Regions from separate parts of the Sus scrofa genome. Here region 2 is linked to region 1. The links are chromatin contacts, called in public targeted proximity ligation maps. All regions are on one chromosome and are shown on one strand. The core of a region is the stretch at or near the end of the contact, and the rest is flanking DNA. Distances in the headings are between cores, read along the strand shown.

Region 1 (5,300 bases), core at 1,765-4,264:
AAGTCCATTTATTAAATTCCTACATCATTCAAGACTGAAGAATAAGATCCTTGGTGAAGTCTTATTACCCAGACAGAACAAATTCACCCATTTTGTTTCCAAAGCCATGCTATTCTTACTTCTATAAAGTAAGCGTCATATGGCATTGTCATCATTTATTTATCTTTTATTCATTAAGCTATAAAAATCCTTTTAAGAAGTGTCTTATTAATGTTTGGTTAGATAACATCTAGCAGGAATGCCTGGTATAGCATAAAGATAAAAATATCCATAAAGATAAAAATATTCCATAAAAATATTTTTAAATGAATTAATAAATGTATAAATGAATAAATTCAGGAAACAAGGGAATCATTCTTTGTGGAAGAAAGATGTGAAGTCAGCTAACACATATTTTAGCTGAGTATTTATTTCACTTATAAAAACGAAACAACAATATCCATACACACACACTCAAATGTGCCAAGAAATCAACCATAAGCTCTAGATAAGCCACAGGGAACCATATTCAATATCCCATAATAACCTATAGTGGAAAATAATCTGAAAAGTGTGTGTGTGTGTGTGTGTGTGTGTGTGTGTGTGTGTATGTTTTAAAATAACAGAATCACTTTGCTGTACACCTGAAACTAACATAATATTGTAAATCAGCCATATTTCATTACAAAATTTAAAAATAAATAAAGAAAACAATTTAATATCAGGAAATGATTTGAGAAAATAGCATGCCTTCTGTGCTTGCTTATCTTAACTTTCTAAAGCCCTTTTTCACATCTTCAATAAGTTCTGGGCGGTCAAAGTTCATAAGGAAGACCTGGAGCCATCATAAGTCTAAATCCGTTTTCCAGTTACCTTTCAGTTTATTACAAGTTTCCAATTTTTGGTCCATTGGGGTTTACCATGATAAGAAAGTCAATAAGGATTATACTTCTGGGGCTTATCAAAGCAAATCCTAGACAAAGGAAAACCTTTAGGCCCAAAGATACACCTTGTGTTATCACAATTTAATAGCAAATATATATAAATAAACAAGCCAAATGCCTAAAATACAATGCTGTTAACTACACCCTGGCACATTTATTTGGTGGAATTCTGCTTTTTAAAATGATGCTTCTAATGTGCAAATAGCATCATGGGAAACTATTTTAAATAAGTTAAAGTTGTAACTGCAAATAGGCAAGGATCACAGCCATGTAATAAAAACATTGTAGAGACAAAATGTTGAGAAAATACATCAAATATGAATAATATTTGGGTAGTAGAGCCATGACTTTTTTCTTTACTCATCAGTAATTTCCAAGTATTCTTTAATAAAATCTATTATTGTCATTATAAAATATTACTTGATTTTAATCCCAAAGTATGTTATTTTTATTATAAAATGTTACTTAATTTTTAATCCTAAAGCATATTTTGATGGACTAACCCTGCCAACTCAAAGCCTTGGGCCATTTTAGTCCAATGTACCTTAGATGCTTCTAAGAGTCATTCGGCCTTCTTAAAAAACTGTTCTACATATTTGTTTGCCAAGATTTTTTTTTTTTTTTTTGTCTTTTTGCTATTTCTTGGGCCACTCTGGTGGCATATGGAGGTTTCCAGTCTAGGGGTCCAATCGGAGCTGTAGCCATTGGCCTACACCAGAGCCACAGCAACACAGGATCCGAGCCGCGTCTACAAACTACACCACAGCTCACGGCAACGTTGGATCCTTTAACCCACTGAGCAAGGGCAGAGATCGAACCCTCAACCTCATGGTTCCTAGTCGGATTCATTAACCACTGTGCCACGAGGGGAACTCCAAGATTTTATTTCAGTTCTACAACCTTCTATGGAGCATTTTTTGTGTGGAGTCTTTGTGTTAGGCCTTGGGTTGGGGGAGAGAAGATACAAAGATAATATATAACATCTCACAGCAAGCACATCACCCTGTAGTGATGTGGCCACACACACAGATTCCCAGCTGTCTCCAGCACATCCATGTGCATCAAATGCTCTGCTAGAGATGAAAGGCAAGATCTACTTTACTTGCAGCCCTGGAGGAGTGTGTACAGGAAGCTGGCATTTGAGTTAGGAATTAAGGGTTGTGAAATATAAAATTGAAAGGGAGAATGTTCCTGAAAGAGGAAGAAAGGCCTTAAAACGCATGCAGGGTAATGAGTTGTCTGCCATGTGGGAACATTCAGTATGACGTGGGGAAAGACTTGGAATGAGGTGGGCATAATTGCAATGATACAATTGTTGGCAGTGTACACGAGAAGCCTAAATAAACTTGATCTTCTTCCAAGCTTTGGATATTGTATATTTAATTTATTCTGAAATACTCATATATCCATATCTCGATTTCCCATGTTTTGGCCTTTTTTTTTTTTTTTTTTTTTTTTTTTTTTTGGTCTTTTTAAGGCCATACTCCCAGCATATGGAGGTTCCCAGGCCAGGGGTTGAATCAGAGCTGCAGCCTCCGGCCTGCGCCAGAACCACAGGATTGCAGGATCCGAGCTGTGTCTGTGACCTACACCACAGCTCAAGGCAATGCTGGATCCTTAACCCACTGAGCAAGGTCAGGGATTGAACCCATATCCTCATGGATCCTGGTTGGGTTCATTACCACTGAGTCACAGTGGGAACTCTATGTTTCAGCCTATTTTTATTTTCAGTTCTGGACTTGCAAAATTATAATTATATTAGGAAATATAATAAAAATATAAAATTTTATTCAGGATTTACCTGTGCCTAGGCCTTCTGTTAAGCGTTTTCCATATATTATCTCACATGAGCCTCATGAAAATCACAGGAAGTAGGTCCTTATCCCCATTCTGCAGATGGATAGACTGAGTCACAGAAATATTAAATAATTTTCCCAAGTCACACAGATAGTAGGTAGGAATGAAAAGACATGAAGGCCAAAACTAATCACATGACTCATTAAATTAAAAGTAATTCTCAGGACTAGAACAGACTAGACCGCAGAATGCCCTCTGATGTAGTTCAACAAGGTGGCCACTAGATGGCAGAACTGGCCCACCTTGGATAGAGTTTGGACTGGGTGCGGTCCAATCTTGGAAACCTTTATGGGGTTTAAGCAATGATTAGAAACAGCTGATTCTCTCCAAATTAAGCAAAGATAGGGCTAATATGCATGCCTATATAGTTACACTTTAACAGGAAAAATTTCATTTTTCAAAATCAAGAACCACAATCTTTGATAATTTCCCACATATTTAGAAATGTGTAATCTACAACATAAAACTAAAGAGGAGTTCCTATGGTGGCTCAGAGGTAACAAATCCAACTAGTACCATGAGGCTGTGGGTTCAATCTCTGGCTTCTCTCAGTGGGTTAAGGATCCGGTGTTGCCGTGAGCTGTGGCATAGGCCGCAGATGAGGCTTGATCCCGCCTTGCTGTGGATGTGGCTCCAATTCGACCCCTAGCTTGGGAATTTCCGTATGCCGTGGGTGTGGCCCTAAAAAGCCAAAAAATAAAAAACAATTAAAAAATACATAAATAAAAAGGTTATGTCTTCTCATTTCTTCCTTCACAGAGGAGGGGGTACTAGGCGCCTGGCCTTTTTAAATGAGGCTCTTTCTGGTTTCAATCACCATGTCTTTGTCCGCTACAGTAAAAAATGAGAGTGCTACACCTCGTTTTAGGGAATGAAGACTCGCCAGGGCCTGACTTAGGCACCATATTTGTACCCTGGGTTGACTTGTACCTATTCCTCCACCCTGGGAAATTTGCAACTGTTTAACTCAGGTGAATCAGGTACAAATATTTAACAGGGATTATGCAAGAGAAACATCATCCAGGAAATCAGTTTAACAGGCAGAACCTAATGCTATCATTTGTCATCTGTTTTTCAGGTTGAAGTCAAAACTCAAGAGACCTTTGCTCAAAGAGCTAAAATTGTCCTATCTATTAATGGCATGGACTCTCAGGAAGTTCACTCATAGAAGTACCCAGCTTCTAGTGGGAATAGATCAACATGACATTCCTCCAAACCTTGAGATAAAATACAGGCTCCACCCAAATCACCATATCCTGGGGCTTCTGTGAAATGATAGGCCCAAGAGAGGGACCTTCTAAACATGGAAGGGACACATGAGGCCAAGGCGCATCAAGTTCAGATGACACTGAACCCACACAAACCTTGACCCCCTAGTTCCTGTTTCCTAGAAAGAGCATGATCCTGGGGCAATTCAGCCTCTCCCAGAACCCCTGCACAGCCCCAGTCCTGTTTAAAAGAAAAAAGAAAAAATCCTAGTCAGAAAACACGTCACTGAAGAACACAAAGAAGAATTTGTAATTCCAAAACGTGAAATGAGAGGAGGCATTCAAAGCCATGTCCAGTGAAAGAGAAAGTGTCTCCCATTGTACTTTTGCTAGAACAGGCCCTGGAGGCTTTTCTCATAAATGAGAACAAAATTCTTCCTCCTTCTTCAAAAAGAAGAAACACGAATATCTTTGTATCAGATTCCTGAGTATTTATAGAGATGCATTTTTAATATATCTTTATTTAATCAGCTTTATTGAGGTATGATTAACAGAATATAAAAAGTACTGATTTTAAGGTTACACTTTGTTGAGTTTTAGCAAACACATACTATCCACAACCACTATTGTGAACATTTCTCATGACTCCCCAAATTGAGCATTCTTCTATGCACACAACTCCTTCCTCCCATCCCTCTCCCAGGTCCTCAGTTCCTCAAACACTTTACTTTCCATCACTCAAGTTTTTCTTTTTCCATAATATCGTAAGATGAAATCGTATCACATATGGTCTTTTCTTGCCTGGCTTCTTTCACTCAGTGTAATGTTTTTAAGATGCATCCATGATATTGAAAGTATCAATGAAGGGCTTTTTTAATTAAAACATAGCTGATTTACAATATTGTGTTAGTTTCAGGTGTACAGCACAGTGATTCAGTATTTTTGCAGATTATATTCCACTAGAGGTTATTACAAGATAATGGGTAAAGGGAGTTCCTATTGTGGCTCAACGGGTTACAAACCTGACTAGCATCCACAAGGATGCAAGTTCCACCCCGGCTTCACTCAAGGATCCGGCGTTGCCTTGAGCTGTGGTGTAGGTCGAAGACATGATTCGGATCCCGAGGTGCTATGGCTGTGGTTAGGCTGGCAGCTGCAGCTCTGATTCAACGCCCAGCCAGGGAATTTCCATATGCCCTGAAAAGCCAAAAAGAAAACAAAACCAAGATAATGGGTATAATTCCCCGTGCTAAGTAAAGCTTTCTTTCGTATCCCTTTAATGCATGAGTTTATATCTGTTAATCTGGAGTTC
Region 2 (5,389 bases), core at 637-3,136, 110 kb after region 1:
CCCCATGGGACTCATGCTAGTGACAAGTGGCTTATCATGGATCACCCTGGTTTAGCCATAGGAGGAGCCAGCTGCCGCTTCCCTTGGAACAAAGGACCTGAAGAAATAGAGGTCATATCGGTGTCATGGAGTTGGAAAGAATTACAGGAAGGAAAACAACAATAATAAAACATCACATTTATTTATTAGAGATGAAGCAGGAATGAGTGGCTAAATGCATGGGCTCTGGAGCCACTGGACCCAGGTTAAAATGTATAGAGGTTATCTGCTGCTTACTAGCTGTGTGATCTTGCACAAGTTACTTAATCTGTATGTGCCTTGGTTTCTTCATCTGTAAAATGGGAATGCGGTCCTTCCTGCTGTCTTTGTGAAAAGTAAATGAGTTACGTGTATAAAATGCATGGACTGGAGTTTCCATCGTGGCTCAGTGGTAACAAACCTGACTCGTATTTATGAGGACATGGGTTTGATCCCTGGCTCTGCTCAGTGGGTTAAGGATCTGGCATTGCTGTGAACTGTGATGTAGTTCTCAGTCTTGGCTCAGATATGATGTGCTGTGGCTGTGGCATTGGCTGGCAGCTGAAGCTCCAATTCGACCCCTAGCCTGGGAATTTGCATATACTGCACCTGAGGCCCGCCACAAAAAAAAGACAAAAATAAAATGCATGGACTTCCTCCAGCACACCCAGCACTATTGGTTGTTATTTGAGAACTTTCTAGCTTCCAGAGACTGTGCCAAATGTTTAAAAACCATTAACTTTATCAATCATATAAAGATTCAGTAAGAAAAGCCACTGCTATATTTTACAATCGAGGAATCGGGAGACAGAGAATAGGCAACATGATTAAGATCCAAGCACCTGTTTGTGGAGGCATATGAGAGCCCACACTGCTAACCGCTGTGCTGGGGGCTGAATCTCATCTTCAGCTCTGTCTCCTACAAAAGACGACACCTGCTTTGATGTTCGCATGGTAGGAGGTACAGAATTCTCTAGCCAAGGCCATCTTTTTCTAACCAAATCTCTATCAATTCTCCTGTGGTCCCAGGAGGGTGAGCCTACAGCAGGCCACATCATTCCGAATTCTGAAGAGTCCAAATTAGCCTGAACAGTAAATTCTGAAATTTTGGAATTGCTCTAAGTGAACCTCAAAAGAGAACGGATCTGGGGGATATTGTGTGGTGGTTCAGTGGTAACAAACCTTGACTAGTATCCATGAAGTTGCAGGTTCGATCCCTGGCTCTGCTCAGTGGGTTAAGAATCTGGCGTTGCAGTGAGCTGTGGTGTAGGTCACAGACATGGCTTGGATCTGGCATTGCTGTGGCTGTGGGGTAGACTGGCAGCTGCAACTCCAATTTGACCCCTAGACTGGGAATTTCCATATGCCACAGGAGTGGCTGTAAAAAGAAAAAAAAAAAAAAAAGGAAAGAGAGAACTGATCTGGACACCCTGCAGTTAAATACTACTACATAATACATAATAAAAATCAGGACTTCTCTCTCTTTCTCTCTCTCTTTTTGGACTGAGTCTGTAGCATGTAGAAGCTCTCAAGCCAGAGATCGAACTTGCACCACAGCAGTGACCAGAGCCACAGCAATGACAATGCTGGATCTTTAACCCATTGTGCCACCAGGAAGCTCTTCTGAGGCCTTTTCTTGAAAAGTCAAATCCCCCAGGGGTATCCCATTTGAGAGTAAGTACCCACAAAACTTGTGTGGAACAGACATCCTTATCTATCCAGAAGGGAAGGCCTGTGAACTTTTCTCTTAATTGCAAAATTTCCACAGAAATCATCTGCTTTGACTCAGAGAAAGTGTCACAAGTATGTCTACACTTAAGACTCCAGGACACAGTCATTTCTGTCCTTGTTTGCTGTTTAGACAGAGCTCTTAGGAAAATGTAGTGAGAATCAGCCTATCAGTGAAAGTTTATTATTGAGCTTGTAGTACTCAGCACTGAGTTAAACAAACTTTCCTACCACATGTTTGAGGGCAATTTAAACCTCTTAATGTACATGATTGCATGTTGTCAGATAGAATGTTACAATAATGACGGTTCTGTAACGTCAGTGGCTGTCATTTCAGAGAGTCTGTCAGTAATAAAGTAAAAGTTTGGTGTGTTAGAAAAGCAAGTAATTATTTCTGAAGAGTAACACTGAATCTGATAAAATCAAACAATATTCCTCTTCCCTTCTCCCTCCTGAGATAAATTGTTAGCTGGTATGCCCCAAAGTCATTAGAAACTCTTCTAGCTGCAAAGTTATTGTTTCAATTCAAATGTATAACCTGAAGAAGACTCAAAGAGTGAGTCTAGCTACAATTCAACAGAGCTAATTAAATTTTAACCTGCTAGATAGGCAGTACAGTTATTTTTCGATCCTTGGGATTTTATTTTAAAAAATGTTTCTTGTCTCTGTTTTTGTCAGTGCTTCAAGTGGTCTTTTCCTTTTTTTTTTTTTTTTTTTTTGTCATTTTTTTGGTCTTTTCTGGGGCTACACCCAAGGCATATGGAGGTTCCCAGGTCAGGGGTCCAATTGGAGCTGCAGCTGCTGACCTACACCACAGCCACAGCAGCATGGGATCCAAGCCACATCTGTGACCCACACCACAGCTCACAACAATGCCGGATCCTTAACCCATAGAGCAAGGACAGGGATCAAATATGCAACCTCATGGTTCCTAGCCAGATTCATTAACCACTGAGCCACGACGGGAACTCCAGTCTTTTCCTTTTTAAGAGTTTATATTTTAAATTAAGTTGGATGCCTAAAGTTTCCTATCAGTATAAATGATGCACTGTCTTAATTTGGCAAAATGACATCGAGTTTGTTTACTAGAATAAACATAAGGCTAAATGAACAATTCTGAGATGAATGACAAGCTCACCATCCATAATAGAACCATAATAGGACCATCTGAACTTCGATGGCTACATCATTGTCTATCATTGTCTATATAATCCTAATGATAGGGATAGAGTAGGATAGTTACACAGGTAGTTATAGAAGTTCAAATAGAGGAGTTCCTGTTGTGGCTCAGTGGTTAATGAATCCGACTAAGAACCATGAGGTTGCCGGTTCAATCCCCAGCCTTGCTCAGTGGGTTGGGGATCCGTGTTGCTGTGAGCTGTGGTGAAGTTTGCAGATATGGCTCGGATCCCGCGTTGCTGTGCCTGTGGCATAGGCTACAGCTCCGATTGGACCCCTAGCCTGGGAACCTCCATATGCTGTGAGTGTGGCCCTAGAAAAGACTAAAAGACAAAAAAAAAAAAAAAAAAGTCCAAATAGGGGACCATAGGTAGAGAAGAAAACCTGGGAACTTTGGGAGGTCACTGTTAAGTTAATGATCACTTAAGAAAGCCATCAGATGTGGAATGAAGCAGGCTTGCTTAACTATAAAACCATAAAACCACGAGATGTGCCTCAGGTCATTAAGTGAAAGATAAAATGAGGCCTGTATTCAAGTTCAGCAAGATAATGATCCTTAGGACTAAGGACCAGAATTTAAGGGAAAGATGACATTCCAAAGTAGGAAACCCTCATGATACAGAAACCTGAGAAGATTCAACATATTTTAGCATATGTTACCACCTTTCTGCAGATCTGAATAAGCAGCACGACAGTCCTAGTCTGACCTCAGAAGGTCAAATACTCCCTTACCAGATACACAGAAGGAGCTAATGATGTAAGCCTGATGTCTACTCAAAGAATGAGGAAGAAGGCAGTCTTTTCCCACTCCCACTTTCTTTGGATTATAAAAATGTAGCCCACCTAATCCTCAGGGCAGAGCTTCCTTGCCTGCCTGCTTGTATCTCTCAGAAGCTTCCTACCTTAATAAATCTATTCTTGCCTATCACTTTGTCTCTTGCTGAATTCCTTCTGCGCAGATGCAAAGAACCTGAACATTAGTAAGTCCAGACATTAAGGAGTGATTCTAATTCCAAAAAAAAAAAACAAAAACAAAAACAAAAAAAAAATGTGAGTTCAAGCCGCATCAGGGTTCTGGCTATGTTCTAGTCATAGTAGCTCTTAATAATTAAGATAGGTATGATAAGCTAGGTAACAGACTTGGAAACCCAAGTAAGACAGACTTTATTTTATTTTATTTTATTTTTTGTCTTTTTGCCATTTTCTTGGGCCGCTCCTGCAGCATATGGAGGTTCCCAGGCTAGAGGTCCATCCGGAGCTATAGCTGCCAGCCTACACCAGAGCCACAGCAACACGGGATCCAAGCCATGTCTGCAATCTACACCATAGCTCATGGCAACGCTGGATCCCTAACTGAGAAAGGCCATGGATTGAACCCGCAACCTCATGGTTCCTAGTCAGATTTGTTAACCACTGAGCCACAACAGGAACTCCAAGACAGACTTTAAATTTCAGATCTGGTCCTGACTTACTCTGAGATTTTAGGAAAGAAGTTTATCTGTCGTGTAGCTTTTCCAATCTGTTAAATAAGGGGGTGGGGTGGGGAATTAAAGACCAGCAAGAGGAAGGTGTTAAATAAGCTTGCTATGAAAAATGAGTATTATAATTAATAAGTACTTCTTTGTGTATCATCATCTCAACCATAAAGCATGTCATTAACACTTAGAATTTTTTAAGACAATCCACTAGGCATGGTTTAAAATATAAAGACATACAGAATGTGGACTTGACACCCACAAGCTTATAGTCCAGCTGAAGAGATGGGGTACACATACTAGAATGTGTTAATTACTTCACTGACCACCAATCAACATGAACATATCGACTAATATGGACATATAACTGCTTTCTTCTTCATCTTGAGGTGGTGATGTCATTTCTGTTCTACATTAATCAACACTGTAAATAAGACAACACAAAAACATTGTGTGTCTTTTAAATGTACTGTGTAACTTTGTGTTCTGACATCAATTCCCTGACACTGACTGGGAGTCCTACAATTGAGTTCAATTCTAATACAAACCGGAGTTAGCATCAGCTACCACAAGCTGAAGGGCACAGTCCTCAACAGACTGTCCTTCCATTAGAAGGCAAGGCCAGTTGCAAGTGGAGTCCCCAAGCTACCTGTACTTGTTGTCTGACTTGGCTACAAATTCAGAGCTTCCTACAATGTTCTTTCAGATTCAGTAATTGGCTAGAATGACTTGCAGAACTTAGGAAAGCATTATATTTAAGGTTACCATTTTATTATCATCTTTTTAAGCTTCCTAGGTTATTTTTATTACATTTGTGTTAAAACCCAAATGGAGTGTAAAGTAGGACTGAATAGCCAGATGAGGAGGTGTGTAGGGCAATGGATAGAAGAGTGCTGAGGGGGAGCTCCCATCGTGGCTCAGGGGTAACAAACCTGACTAGTACCCATGAGAACTTGGGTTTGATCCCTGGCCTCACTCAGTGAGTTAAG

What was found.
Region 2: a targeted proximity ligation map of alveolar macrophages shows a contact between it and region 1. A contact is called at or near these places in 10 of 47 Hi-C or Micro-C datasets (alveolar macrophages, embryonic fibroblasts, epiblast stem cells and 6 more) and 1 of 2 datasets of targeted methods (alveolar macrophages).

What each region holds. Positions count from the first base shown.
Region 1 is chr4:55,325,182-55,330,481 of Sscrofa11.1, forward strand. No RefSeq gene overlaps it. Among named protein-coding and RNA genes, the nearest start is that of FABP5, 45 kb to the left of the region's middle.
Region 2 is chr4:55,433,110-55,438,498 of Sscrofa11.1, forward strand. No RefSeq gene overlaps it. Among named protein-coding and RNA genes, the nearest start is that of PAG1, 15 kb to the right of the region's middle.